Linked DNA regions of Gossypium hirsutum: region 2 is linked to region 1. A link is a contact called in public Hi-C data. All regions are on one chromosome and are shown on one strand. Each heading gives the region's core, a stretch centred on a gene start, on an enhancer-like site or on the middle of the called end of the contact. The rest is flanking DNA. Distances are from core to core; before and after follow the strand shown.

Region 1 (7,733 bases), core at 1,810-4,309:
ATATAGGAGGAAGAGCAATGCAATGGCCCCCTTCAGTAACAAAAATGCAAGAATCTCAAAAGATAAAATACAAAGAATCTACGCTCCATCAATTCCTTCAATTAACAATGAATATGTACTAGGGTGGAGCTGGCAGCCCATTTTTTCCATGATGCTTAAGAGTTCAATGCATCTATCAGCAAGCCCCTTTTTCAGTAAACCATCAATAAGAATCTTCCAAGCTACTTCATCACTACTATAACCACAACGAAGCAAGTTGGCAAAAAGTGTATCAACCTTCTCCTTATCCCCTTGATCATATAGTCCACAAATCAGTTGCCTGTAGGAGTCCAGATAGGGAAACTGGCTAGATTTGATCATTAGGTCCACCACTATCATAGCATCATCATACATTCCCAACTCACAGAAACAATTAAGAAGAGAGTTGTAGGCATCTTCACCAGGAGATATTCCTTGATCTCTCATATGATCAAATAACTTCTGTACTACAACAAAGCGCCCAACTTTGCAAAGTCCTATAATAAGCTTGCCGTAAGTGTTAGCATTGGGTACACAACCATGCTGACGCATTTTCTCAAACAACTCCAGAGCAGTGTCAAATTCCATTGACTTCCAGACATCAGCATGATCAAACAACAAGCCATTTGAAACCAAATTCACTGCAGGGCTGTCATCCTTTGTCCTTCGGTCCTTCAACAGATACTTGAATAAAATAGAGTATGTATGATGAGAAGGCTCACAGCCAGCATCAAACATACATTTGAGAACATCAAATGCAGAATGCATCAATCCCAAGCATCCATATGCATCTAGAAGTAATGTGTATGTCAAAGAATCAGGAAAAACTCCTCCTTCCTTCATCCTAATCATCATATCCTCTGCTTCTTTTAGTCTCCCTACACCACAATATGCATGAATAAAAGCAGTATAGGTTAATACATCAGGTTGACATCCTGAGGAAATTAGTTGATCAAGAGTCCCATGCGCATGATCGAAGTCACCTTCTTTAAGCATCCATTTGATGAGAATTGTATAGGTATCTACTGTAGGCTTCACACCCATCCCTGCCATCTTTTTCACCGTCGACAATGCTTCCTTCATATTTTTCATGTTGCACAACCCATCTATAATGGCATTGTAAGTGCATGAGTTCGGCAAGCAGCCCTGATTAATCATTCTATCAAGCAAATAATTAGCATCTTCAATTTTTCCAACCTTGCAGTATCCATCAATCAAAGCAGTATATATAACTTCATTTGCTTTTAAGCTTTTCTCCTTGAGAGAGTCAAAGAGATTACGAGCTTCTTCTATTCTATCAACTTTACAAAGAGAGTCAATAAGAACACTGTAAGTCCATTGGTCAGGAACCAAACCATTCTTCTTCATCATCTCAAGCAGCCTAAAGGCATTATCCAACTGCCCCATTTTACATTGCCCATGAATTAATGAATTATATGTGACCACATTAGGAACCAGCTTAAGTTCAAGCATCTTATCAAGAAATGCCATTGCCTTGTGAACATTCTTCTTACAAAACCCAGCTATCAATTCATTATAGGTTCGCTCATTAGGAAAACAATTATTAGACTCCATCATACCCAAAACTTCCAATGCAGCCTCCATTGCCCCATGTTTGCAGTATCCATCAATCAAAGCATTGTAGGTGACCACACTTGGAACCAGCCCTTTCTCTAACATCCTACCTACCATTTCCCTTGCCTCATCAACCTTATTGTCTTTACATAAGCTATCAATGATTACTGTATAAGTATGAGCATTCGGCTCACACCCTTTCTGTGACATTTCCTCGAACAATTTTATTCCTTCTGACTTCCTCCCGGTTTCACACAATCCAAAAATAATCACAGTGTATGTACGAACTGTAGGATAACAAAAATCCTCCCCCATCGCCTCAAACAACTTAATAGCCTCATCAACCTGTTCAGCCTCACATAGACCGTGAATAAGATTCGTATAAGAAACCTCATTTCTTCGACAACCCTTACTTGGCATCATTCTAAAAATCCTAAAGGCGCTATCTAAATCCTTATTCCTGCAATGCCCCAATATTAACGAAGTATAAGTAAAGGTATCGGGATTTAATCCCGCTTGGACGATTTTAGTGACATAGCGTTGAGCCTCAACCACATTCCCAATCTTACAATAACCATTGACCATAGTATTCCAAGTAAAAATATTGGGTGAAACCCTATCGTTCAACATCTCACTATAAACGGATTTCATTTCATCAATCATCAAGAATTTCGATAACGACATCAACAAAAAATTGTAGGATCTAAGGGAAAGCTTAAAACAGGAATGAAGTTGTTCGTTCTTATTCATTTCCATTAGTAATTCAAAAACGAACCGGGATTCGTGGATGGAAGCGGAGGATTTGATCATGGCGAGGCGGATTTTGTCAGCAGGGCCGAAGAACTTGTAAGCAACAAGGATGTTCAAAAGGGCGGAATAGGAATAAACAGAGTGTTTGAAAGTGGGTTTCTGGGAGATCCAATAGGAGAAATCGAGAGCAGTTTGGGGGAGAAGATAAGGGTTGAGGGAGAAGAGGGAATGGACATGGGAAGGGGAAATGGAAGGGAGGAGTTTAGGGAGGGAAGGGTGCTTTTGCCAATTGGGTTTGGAGAGAATGGAGTGAAGGAGCAAAGGGAGATCGTGATCGCTTGGCTCAGGGTCTATAGGAAGAGATGAAGGGAATGACGAGAAGGGTTTGGTGAGGAGGAAGCAGCGAAAATGGAAGGACTCAACATGTTTCATAATAGCCGCCGGCGTTCTCATCGTGGAGGTTCTGACGGTGGCGATGGTGAGGGATCCATTCATGGAAATGATTGATAAGAAGAATCACGGAGGCGGCTGAAGCTTAGGAAATGTAGGATTGATTGATTGATTAGGTAGGATGCACTGAGTTAAACGTTTCCCAGACGTGCTTTGGGTTTTGGGCTGCTAATTTGGGCTTCCGCCATTCTCATGTTAGGTCGCCACTTCCTAAAACCCAAACTTGATCACGAAATAAGCTTCCAAAGTGATGAAGGTTTTGGGAACTGGATTGGGTTAAACTTCCTCATTTTTCATAGCTCAGAATTTTTTTAAAAGGGTATGATGTTATCTCATATTCACTCTTTTTCTGTTATATTTATTAACTTATTTTAAATTAAATAAACCACATTTTTTGTTTATTGATTAAAAACAACTAAATAAGGATTAAATTTAATAATAAAATATCATCATTAAATTCCCAATTAACTTTAACAAATATTATAAAAAGCGAAAATAATAAACAATGGTTAATTCCTTTTTAATATTTTTCATGTTTGTTTTATGCTTTATGTTTAGGATTCTATTTTTCCCTTATAATAATATCGTTTTTAAAGTTCGAACATGCTTTCTCTCATTAAGAATATAATGTGTCGTATGGCTGTACTCAATTTTTGATAATAAAATGCAATAAATTTACATTACAATATTTTTTTTTGCATAAAATTCAATAAAACAACTAAAGTATAACAATAAAAAATATAAGATAAAACGAGTTTGCATCTTTCAATCGGTTCGTGGGTTAATTGATTTAACGTTTTATTCAGATTGATGATTTAATTAATTCCCAATCCAACCAACCGATCTAGTCTAATTCTAAAAATAGTTAGAAATAAACATTTCTAAAGGTTTGATTCTCAAAATTTTTAGTTTATGTTTGAAGCAGATCTCAGTGTTTTGACAAACTAAAATTTCCTTTTTCACAATTTGTTAATTTTAAAGTAAGAGTCCGTTTGTTTGCCAAGAAAACATTTTTCAAGTTTTACGTTGTTTGTTTGATTGAAAATAAATTACATTTGGAAAATATTTTCTAAAACATGAGTAAAATGAAATGGGTTTTAGGGAAAATGTCTTACCGATTTTATTTCTGTAAGACATTTTCCATCTTCTAAAACTCTCACCAAATTCTTTCCTCCTTCTTCCGTTCTTCATCTTTCTTCTCCTTCTTCATCCTAGTAACTTTTTTATGCTTTATTTTTTAATCTGCATTTCATGTTTTTGTTGCCTCTCTCACTCAATTCTTCTTCTTCCCTTTTTTTTGTTTTTGTTGAAGAATCTGTTTGGATTTTTGAATCTGTTTGTTCTGTTTGGATTTTGCATCTTTCAAATGATTCTTTCTTTATTTTCTCCAACTAGAAGAACGAGAAAGATTACCCACTGTCATTCGCTTGACTGGGGTGAAACTTTCCCCCATTTTGTACATCAGATTTAATGGGGGAACTAGGAGTGAGGTAGCAATTCTAATGGGGAAACTTTCCCCCAATTTGCGAGTTCTATTTTAGTCTGTGCTACTTAAAAAGATGATTGCGTCTGAATTTATATCCAAGTAGAGATTGTTAGCTTTTCTAGTTTCATGCTTTGGTTCCTCTATCTACTTTTGCCTTTTCTTTGTGATTGTGCTTTGAATCAGTTGCATGCAACTATAGATGAAAATGTAGGAGTCCCTAATTTGTATGATGTTAGCTTGATCTGCCGTTTGGCTATGAAGTATTAGGAAAATGATTTTTTAAGCCATTCCTATGAATCGAAACTTTAAAAGCCTGTCTATCTTGGTTGCATTTAATAAGTTTGGTGCCATAGATGCTTGTTAATGAGAGTATTTTTGCTCGATCAGGTTGATTGACTACATGTTGAGTGTAACATCATTTTTTCAGATGCTGTTGTTGAATTAGCAAATTAGGAATCCTCGAAATTCAGGGATAAGCTACGTCGTGATATTGATGCACATTTGCTTCTGTCCGAGCTGCCAAACTTTCAGAACTGACTTAGGTTATTATTCCCCTAGTTATTGAGGTATGACAAGTTATTTCTGATCATTTAGTTGGGTTATTATCCCCCTGGTTATTAACAGTTCTATAATTTCTAGTTACTTGATATTGAAGCGATATTATGAAGAGTTGGGATAGTGTAGCCTAAAATGCTCTAAAGCAGGAGTTAATGCATCATTTTCACATTTTTTTGAGTTGGGTTGCAAGGAGGCAAGGTGTTTGGAAGTTGATACCCTGATGTTATGACATTTGTTTTCTTGGTCTTGCTGGTTGTTGAAAAATTCAACTTGTTGCATATGATGTGTGTTACTTTAAAAATTGATTTTGCCCAATTAGTTAAGATGTCATTTGTAGTTGGGTTTTTTAATACTTCACTGTGTTGCTACTTGTTGAAATTTTTGCATTGCTATGTATGATGAGAATTACTTTAGAATTGAAACCTAATTAACTTAAATGTCATTGTAGCGACGTAAAAATTTTGCTTCCGGTCGCTAATTGCGGCGATTTAGTGAAAACTTGAAAACTAAAGTTTAATTTTGAAATAAAGTGGGAATCGCCACCGATCCTTTTTCCTAGGTGTGATCGGACACCTATTAGATTTCTTTTTTTTAAAACAAAAAGAAGGCTGAGTTTAGTCTACGTCAAAAGCCAGAGAAAAATTAGGGTTCGGGAGTCAGTTACGTGCAAGGAAGGTATTAGAACCCTCGCGACGCCCAAAATTGGTATCTTGTTAAACACGTGTTGTCTTGATTTTCAAAAATACGAGTTCAATGTAAGATTTAGTCGTGATCCGGTTAAAACACGAGAATTTTTAATAACTTTTTTTGGATTTTTGAGAAGGAAATACCGTTTTAACACGAGTCAATTGATGTTCACCCAACATAGCAATGAAATCGATGACTTAATGTTAAACCAATACGTTGCCTTGCTTATTGGAATTAATTAGAAAAAGATTTTCGTTTAAACGTAAAGCAAATTGATATGAAATAAAAATAAGTAAAAGACAGATCTAGAAGTGCATTGAAACAAATATAAGTGTGACAATAATATTATAAATAATAAAGATGTAATGTAATACTAAAATTAAATATGAAATGGAAACAATGAATGTGTATACGTAATAATGACATTAAGAAAATGTACGTAAAATAGGATGAAAGAGGTTTACATAATAATACTAATATGCGTACATAATACATATATATATATATGTATAACATATTAAAATGATCATATACAATATACATATATAACAGGCATATACTAATAATAATAGTACAAATAGTAACAATAAAAGATATATGTACACTAAATAAAATATAATAATATTAAGACCATAAGTGACAATATGGAAAATAATAAGTATAGTAATAACTATAAGGATATATGAAAATAATACTATGTAAAAAGTATGTATATACCGGTATAATAATCCAATATTAATAATGAATAAAATAGGGTAAAATAGATATAATAATAACATGTACATAATACAATAAAAGTGTATATACGTATGTGGTAAAGTGTTAGAAAATGTACATGACATATATAAAATAAGGTGTTTAAAATACATGCATAATATAGATATTAAAAAAATATATACATAAGATAGTACAAGAACATTAAAACGTATATATACATGACAAACATAATATGGTAAAAAAATCTATGTAATATAGTATTGAAAATATATACATGACATGTATGAGAGTAAAATAACTAAAGGATACATATATGGAATATATACATCTATAATAAAAACATGTGTATATATTATCGTGCTAAAATACTTACATAGTAAACATCTGTTAGAAATAATAATAATGTTCAAAAAAACAACCATTAATATTACATAAATATGCTCACATATACATATATATTTACAAATTACGTAATAATAATAAAATACGTACATACTATACACATATAATATAGTTATTACGAAAATACATACCATATATAATATTAAGAATGAAAAATACACCATTAAGAGATATACATATACGTACAGTCGATAAAGATGTATGCACAAAACACACACTAATATTAATAACGATGATAGGAGTAGTGAAGATATATACATGAGATAATATAAAAAATATAGTATTCAAAATATGTACATGGTATATATAAAAGTACAATATTAAAAGATATATACATAATATATAAAATGTATACATAATATATAGAAAATATAATATTTAAAAAGAATAATATACATAATGCAAGAATATTTAAAATAATAAATAATAAAATAATAAAAAGATGAATAAATAAATAAATACATATATAATAATATAGTAAGAAATTAATCTACTTATAATAAGTAATAAAAAAACATTAATATGTATGTACGTATTTAAGAATAGTGAAAATAATAAACATAAATATAGATATAATAATAGAAATGATAATACTATATAAAAAAGAATATATATTCATACATAATAAAATATACACTAGTATTAATAATGAAAATAATATTACAATACCAATAATGACAATATGAAATTAAAGTAACTAAGTATAATACCATATATATATACACGTATGCATATATAATGCAAACATACACTAAAAATAATAAATATATTGATAACATTAATAATATTAGAATAATAATAACAATATTTAATAATAATAATAACAATATTTAATAAAGAAACAAAAATGAATAAGAAAGGACTAAAATTGGACTGTAACAAAGTGTTGGGGCAAACTTAAAAGGAAATAAAGGAAGAAGGGCCCAATTGCACATGTGCTGAAAATATCAGGGGGTGAAAGAGCAAATTCCCCAGGCATTTAAAACACTCAGCATTGAACAGGGTTAAATTGTGAAACGCTACAAACTTTAGGGTTAATTTATAAATAAATATAAACTAAATTGTAGAACGCTTTAAAAGTGGAAGGGTC
Region 2 (7,733 bases), core at 1,499-3,998, 160 kb after region 1:
ACAAAAGTTTCTTTTGGAAGGTATTATCACAAGACTTGTGATAAGAGAACAAAATTTTACTATGCTAGGATACACTTGTAAAATGGTAAAAAATAGGATGAATGAGAAACATAAAAAAACTTTAAACCACTAACAAAAAGGGTAGGATAAAATAAATAGATAACAAACGGGTTTTTTGGGGTTGACGATAGCGGGACTTAAACCTTCACGATTTTTAAAGTCGACGGATTTTCCTCTTACTATAAATTTCAATGTTGTCGGTATTGATATTGACATGTAGAACAAAACTCTATATTTATTCTTACCTGATTAATCAGTTTTTTAAAAAAATTATCAGACTATAGAGTGAATGATTTGATTAATGACTATTCCATTCGATTCTTTATTTAACTTGGAACTGGTTCATAACAATTCTTTTTATTTTTCATATAAATTAATTTTGCATATAATATACAAGAAATAAAAAAAAATGGGTGTCAAAGACATCTATTTAAAAAAAATGTCATTATTTATCTATTCTTATAATTTTTTTAAATTATAATAATATATATATTACGATACAAATTGCATTAAAAAATGAATAGAAATAAAAAAAAATCGCATAAAATAAAGTTTTTAGATTGAATGACAAGATTAAAATAATGAGAACTTTGAAATACTTGCAATGATGGATTATATTGATACTATTACTAACTTTAAAAAATTATATAACACAACATAATAAGCCAACAAATATAAATTTTATTGAAATATATAAATATGTGTGGTGAAAATTCTATGAATATAGGTGGACATGACAAATGTGTTGAAATATATGTTAAATTTTTCATATTTTATATATTGTAATGCAAATGAAAAATTTTGTTTTGTTGTTCCAATTTTATTATTTCTATATAAACTTAATAAAATTTAAAATATTTCAAATGATAAATTTTCATACAATTTTCATTAATTTAATGGACAAACTATTAATCCAAATTGAATTTATTTTACCTAATAAGATTATTTGTTTAATTAAGATGAAAATGGTATGAGTTGTTTTTTTTTAATTAAAAGGTTGGATTTAACTAATAAACTTTTGGTAGTGTTGGTAACAGTTGAGATTTTGATTCCTTGTATACTTAGGATCAAATTTGATTATATAAAATTGTTATGAGTGAATTTTCAATTTTTATCATGTTTATATTGCTATAGATGTATTTTAATATTACGAGTTAATTTTATTTCAATTCTTTACTCATTTATGTTTTGTATTACTTTGATTTTACTTTATAAATCTAGAATTTATATTTATTAAAATAGTCGTCTTTTAATTTTAAATTAACTTTTATATATTTTACTTAAGGTTGTGTATTTTTGTCATATATTTGATTTAATGGGTAGTATTTGAAAATGTTTATGTGGGTCGGTTTTTCATGAAAAGTCACACTATCATAAACCATTGTAGAGGATAAGTGCAAATTTCATGGGATGTTTTTAAATCAATTGCTGAAATAAAAGAAAAAAGAAAAGAGAAACATTAATCCACCGTTAATCATGTTATGTAAGATTTACATTGAAAAACATGAATTTAGTTTTTAACCAATTCAACCGGTTTCAATATTAAAGAAAGAGATAACCAATTTATCAGGTTCCAAGTTATCACTATAATTTTTTAGTTTTTGATGTGAATTGATCAAATGACTATAGTTTCCTTATTTCTATCTTCAAGTACAGTTTTTGATTTAAAGGGATTTCACAAGATCCCGCTATAATAAAATCTCATACTAGATGTTATCTTAAAATTCATGTTATATCTTACGATTTTTCACTCTATTTATCTCCGATGAGAATATTGAAGAGATGTAATCAAGTTGAGTCTAATTCAAACTTTATTCAATATTCGAGGCTGGAAGTTTTTTTTTCCAAGTTAAATTTGTTTCAAGACAAAGATAGAATTGTTGAGTTCAGTCTATTAGGATCATTAGCTAATTTAATTAACCACTAAAAAATCTGAATATCACTCGCTTGATAACTTAAGTTGTTCAACTCAAATTCGAATCAATGTTTTTAGAATCAGATTAATAGTTGAACCAATCAGACCATTAGTTCGTTAGTTCAATCGATTCGATTAGAAATTTATTAAAAATTCATTAAAAATTCATAAAGTATAAAAATTTTGATTCACCTACCCAACGTTTTTCTCCCCTCTCTAATTTTTAAAATTTTATATCTACATTTATATTAAGGGTTAGATTACTTGTCTAGAATTTAGGAGGTTTTGAATAAAAAAATTAAACCTGATCAGTTTTCTAATTTTTTTAATATATTGTATTATGTTATTTTTATATGTTATGTATAATATTATAATGTAAACACTAAAGAATGTTCGGCTATCTATATATAAAATTGTAATAAATGAAAAAATATATAATTATTAAATTAAAAATTAAAAAAATATAATATATTTCTTAATTTTTTTTAAAGATAATATAGATGAATTTAAGTAAAATTTTAAATCTACATTTGAAAACACATAAAATATGTTGGTACCCCAACCTGACTTTTCTCAGTCCATTAACACTTGAACGTGGTAGGACTAGTTTCATCTCTCTAATTCAGTAACTTAAATTTGAAGACTTGGGTTGTTTTTGAAGAGAAGTAGAGAGTATAGAAAGCGAAGCCCAATGGGCTTTGCAAAAACTTATTGGCAAACCCTAAAAAGTACTTAACGGTAAAAAGGTCTCCCAACGGTCGACAAAGAGGAATTCAAATTCGAACAATTTCCTTTCCAAATACATCCCATTTTCAAACGCATTCTAATTTTCTTTCGTTCTTTCACTCTTGCTCGTTACAGACTTATCCAAGCAAATCTCAGAAATTTTCTCGGCAACCAAACACACCCAATGGATAATGCTCAGTTAAACGCTTTTCTCCAAAACCCAGAAACCCATTTCCCCGATTTCTCTATTACTAGGGGTTTCGACTCAGAAAAATGCGATCTTGCCTTGAATCTAGATAACCCTACCTCCGCCATGGATGAAGGTGAAGAAGAATCTTTTGCTGATCTAATGCTTTGTGACTCTAATTCAAGGCTGATCCTATCCGGGTTTTCCAAATCTAATTGCACCGGTAAGTAAAATTTCATGATTTTATCTTGTTAAACTCCTAATTATTTAATCAATAATAAAGTCCTGTGAAAGAAAGAAATTACAACTCTTTTTTTCCTTGATATGCTTGCAAAAAAAGCAGAAGTTTCTTGTGATTTAATTATATTTGGATTTTTTTTAAATCTTTTAAAGTACATGTACTAGCATTCCAGAACTTGTTTGAAATATTACAAAAAGAGAAAAGAAAAGAAAAGAGGTGAAGTTTATTCAAACTTTTCTGAGTTGCTTTTATTTTATATATATATATATATTGCAGATTAATTTAACACTTATGAGTAAATTATGAATTTTGACTTATATTTGTAGTTCTTAATGATATATGATTCAATCAAGGTAGTAATCTTTTTCCTGAAATTTCATACAATTTACAGATGAAATTGTGATGTTTATAAACGCTGGAGGAGAGGCTTTAAATGAAACAGATTCTAGCATGAAATTTGTGGGGGATAATTACTTTGAAGGAGGAAATGTTATGCAGACCAATGAGCCTATAAATGAGGCTGGAGATTGTCCTTTCATTTATTGGTCTGCAAGAATTGGTAGCTTCTCATACCGGTTCAAAAATCTTCCTCCGGGAGACTATTTTGTTGATCTTCATTTTGCAGAGATCATTAACACTAATGGACCTAAAGGAATGAGGATATTCAATGTCTATATGCAAGAAGAGAAGGCAAGTTACTTGTCAAAATCATTCAATTTGTTTTGTGGTTTTTCACTGCCTAGAAATGTTGAAATTTTGGTGTGAATATGACAGGTATTGTCAGATTTTGATATCTTCTCAGTTGTTGGAGCCAATAAGCCATTACAAGTTGTTGGTTTGAGGGTATCAGTGAAGGAGGATGGGCTAATTGCTTTGAGGTTTGAAGGAGTTATAGGAAGCCCCATGGTTTGTGGGATTTGTGTAAGGAAAACACAAAATATTCCAGGTACTGGAATTTGTGTTTTAGTTACTTGATTCACTCCTAGATTTAACTTTGGACCATGTTAGAAAAACTGCTTATTTTGCAACCTTTATTTATGATCTAAAAACAGTTACTCAGGGATCGCAAGAATATCTTAAGTGCAATAACTGTGCTGCTGAAATTGAAGTTTCCTCAGCTCAGGTTACAGTTCATTTAATATGATTTTGATGTTTTCTATGAGAGAAGTTAAGGCTGAACTTCCTGCTTATTTAGACTTTTATTTTGTGCTTTGTAGATGAAATTTGTGCGAACAAAAGTTACATACAAGTATGAAAAGAAGATACAAGAGCTCACTACACAGTGCCAGCTCAAGACACATGAATGTCACGAGGCTTGGATGTCATTGACTGCAGCAAATGAGCAGTTGGAGAAGGTTAGGATGGAACTTGACAACAAGATCTTCCAAACACGCACTCTCGGTAACCATCATCAGTTTACTTGTTCTCAGTTTTTAATGACATGAGCAAATGCATTTCTTCTTAGAAACTCTCATTTTTGCTAAATAATTACTTGTTCCTCATATTTCTGAATGTTTGAACCATTCAAGTGGAGGAAGATTTGTTGGAATATTGTTTATTAAATTCTGACTTAATCACAAATGCTGACGAAAAAGACTATGCAATGGTGGTTTATTTGGATTATGTTAGGTGCTTAAGTTTTACAATGAGAGGCATAGAAATACTTGCTCCTTTTTAACTCAAGAAATCTTCTCTTGTCAGATGAAACTGTGGGGAAACAAACTGAAAATTTGAAAAATATTACTAGCAGTTATGAACATTATAAGAAGTATTGGGCAGCAGCAATCAATAATTTACAAGAGAAAATAAAGGTAATGATTCTATCTTTCCAATAATCTCCTATTTCTTAATAATTTCGCTTCCTACTGTTGTTGAGGGATTATTTATTTTAATGCTTTTTTTTTATTGATGTTTCTGCAGATAATGAAAAATGAACATGCTCAGCTCTCCCATGAAGCACATGCCTGTGCTGAGTCAATACCCGAACTGAATAAAATGGTCACTGGTGTCCAAGCACTGGGTAAGGTCTAATTTATCTTGGTTAAGTGAGTAGGAGTTTGCATTTATACATCTGCATAGACTTACAGAATGAGTTTGCAGTTGAGCAGTGTGAGGATCTCAAAGTGAAGTATAGTGAAGAGCAAGCGAAGCGAAAGGAGCTCTATAATCAAATTCAGGAAACAAAAGGCAAGGATTGTTCTTCCTTCTGAGTAATTTATCAATGCAGTCTATGAAATTGATCATTGAAGAGTACAGGGGAAAACACTTACAGTATTTATTTAATATCAGGTAATATCAGAGTCTTTTGCCGCTGCCGCCCACTTAGTAAAGCAGAGATATCAGCTGGTTCTGCTCAAGCTGTAGATTTTGATGCAGCAAAAGATGGAAACATTGGAATTCTGACAGGTGCCTCCACCAAAAAGACTTTCAAGTTTGATCGAGTGTACACACCCAACGACAATCAAGGTAACAATTACCCCTATCATTTGATGCACGGCCCTTATATAACTAATTAAAATGCTGTAAGAGGCTGATTGAGCTAGTGTTTGTTTTGGCATAACAGTTGATGTTTTTGCGGATGCCTTGCCATTGGTGACATCAGTGTTAGATGGCTACAATGTCTGTATTTTCGCTTACGGGCAAACAGGAACAGGGAAGACATTTACAATGGAAGGCACAGACCAGAACAGAGGAGTCAATTATAGAACTCTAGAGCAGTTGTTTCATATTGCTAAAGAAAGGAGTGAAACTTTTATGTATAACATATCTGTTAGTGTTCTTGAAGTTTATAATGAACAAATTAGAGACTTATTATCTACATCACCAACATCAAAGAGGTGAGACAGCTGTACTTTTTGTTACATTTTTAACTACTCACTTTCAAAATATGGTATCCTGAATGGTGTGATTTATGTTGTTCTAGGATGAATTTCCTTGAGATATTGAAGCTTAATGCATTCACTTGATTTGGTTGATAGGTTGGAGATAAAGCAATCTGCTGAAGGGTTTCATCATGTTCCAGGCATTGTAGAAGCTCAGGTTGAAAATATAAAGGAAGTTTGGAATGTATTGCAGATTGGAAGCAATTCTAGAGCTGTTGGATCAAACAATGTGAATGAACATAGCAGCCGATCCCACTGGTATCAAGACCCCATTTTTTCTTTTTCAACACTTTAAAATGAACGAAGTCTCTTTTATTTTCTGTATCTTTTTTTTTTCATCTTTTTCTCTTTTACTTTTGTTCAGCATGCTTTGTATAATGGTAAAATCAAAGAACTTGATGACTGGTGATTGCACCAAGAGCAAGCTTTGGCTTGTGGATTTGGCAGGCAGTGAGAGGCTTGCCAAAACTGATGCACAAGGGGAACGACTCAAGGAGGCTCAAAATATCAATAAATCCCTTTCAGCTCTTGGGGATGTTGTGTACGCTTTAGCAACAAAAAGTAGTCATATTCCATACAGGTCCATTGATTGTCTACCTTACTCGACTATATAGCCACTTGCCCTTTCATTCTTGTGCATGACATCTGTCATTTGATTCCAGGAATTCAAAGTTGACACATTTACTTCAAGATTCATTAGGTAAATCTGGGGGAATATAGTTGTTTACTCAATCTCTGTTTGTTAGTCTTACTGACATTAGTTTTCGAAGCAATCAGTCTACCAATGTTGCAACTAACAGTAGCTATTATTTATCAGGGGGTGACTCTAAGACTTTGATGTTTGTGCAAATTAGTCCTTCAGAGAGGGACTTAAGTGAAACCCTGAGCTCCTTGAACTTTGCAACTCGAGTTCGAGGAGTAGAGTTGGGTCCTGCTAAGAGGCAAGTTGATACAAGTGAGCTCCAGAAGATGAAAATAATGGTAGGTCTAGTTATTAAGTTTTTTGCTTCCATCACTATTATTTTTTAGTATAAGATTGATCAACTAACTTGACTGCAACTACTTCTAAATTCTTATTAAGCTTGAAAAAGCAAGGCAGGAATCTAGATCCAAAGAGGAGTCTTTAAAGAAACTAGAAGAGAGCTTACAGAATCTAGAGAGTAAGGCCAAAGGTAGAGACCAAGTTTACAAAACACAACAAGAAAAGATTAAAGAACTTGAAGGTCAATTGGAGCTGAAAAATAGCATGCATAACCAGTCAGAGAAGCAGCTCTCACAACTTTCAGATAGATTGAAAGGGAAAGAAGAAATTTCCACTGCTTTGCAACTAAAGGTTGCTATCAAAATGAAGTATTATTGACATATTGCAACTTGTTGTTATTCATAGTCATACTAACTAGAAGCTATTATTTGGTAAAGGTTAAAGAACTGGAGGCCAAGATTAAAGAGCGACAGCAATCGGATTCAGCTAGCTGCCAGCAAAAGGTTACATTACACAAATTTTTTTATTTATTTTTATGTCTCTGTGTTTTCTTCTTGTTGTATTTGACAGACAATAGTTTGATTCAAGCAGGTTAAAGAACTCGAGAATAAGCTGAAAGAGCAAGTACAAGAATCCGAGTCCCATTCACTTTCTCTTCAACTGAAGGTTGCATTGCAAATATTTTAGCACTGTTGGTTCATATTTTATTTAGAGGTATAGAAAGCTTAACATGTTATGTT

Evidence for each region. Hi-C and Micro-C count contacts between places; a contact is called where the count stands out from the background.
Region 2: a Hi-C map of leaf shows a contact between it and region 1, with 2.6 times the contacts expected there. The contact joins the promoter of LOC107935223 here to the promoter of LOC107924247 in region 1. A contact is called at or near these places in 7 of 34 Hi-C or Micro-C datasets (hypocotyl, leaf and seedling).

Annotation. Positions count from the first base shown.
Region 1 is chrA12:63,740,606-63,748,338 of Gossypium_hirsutum_v2.1, forward strand. LOC107924247 (pentatricopeptide repeat-containing protein At5g65560) reads right to left here and starts at 3,060. Exons shown (of 4, transcript XM_016854614.2): 1 at 1,002-3,060; 2 at 1-896. The coding sequence starts at 2,838. The coding sequence ends at 79.
Region 2 is chrA12:63,899,386-63,907,118 of Gossypium_hirsutum_v2.1, forward strand. It overlaps LOC107935223 (kinesin-like protein KIN-14R), which reads left to right and starts at 2,749. Exons shown (of 19, transcript XM_016867795.2): 1 at 2,749-3,111; 2 at 3,521-3,819; 3 at 3,904-4,075; 4 at 4,182-4,252; 5 at 4,347-4,530; 6 at 4,831-4,940; 7 at 5,050-5,149; 8 at 5,230-5,316; 9 at 5,419-5,595; 10 at 5,693-5,966; 11 at 6,108-6,269; 12 at 6,376-6,591; 13 at 6,674-6,711; 14 at 6,829-6,992; 3 more. The coding sequence starts at 2,886.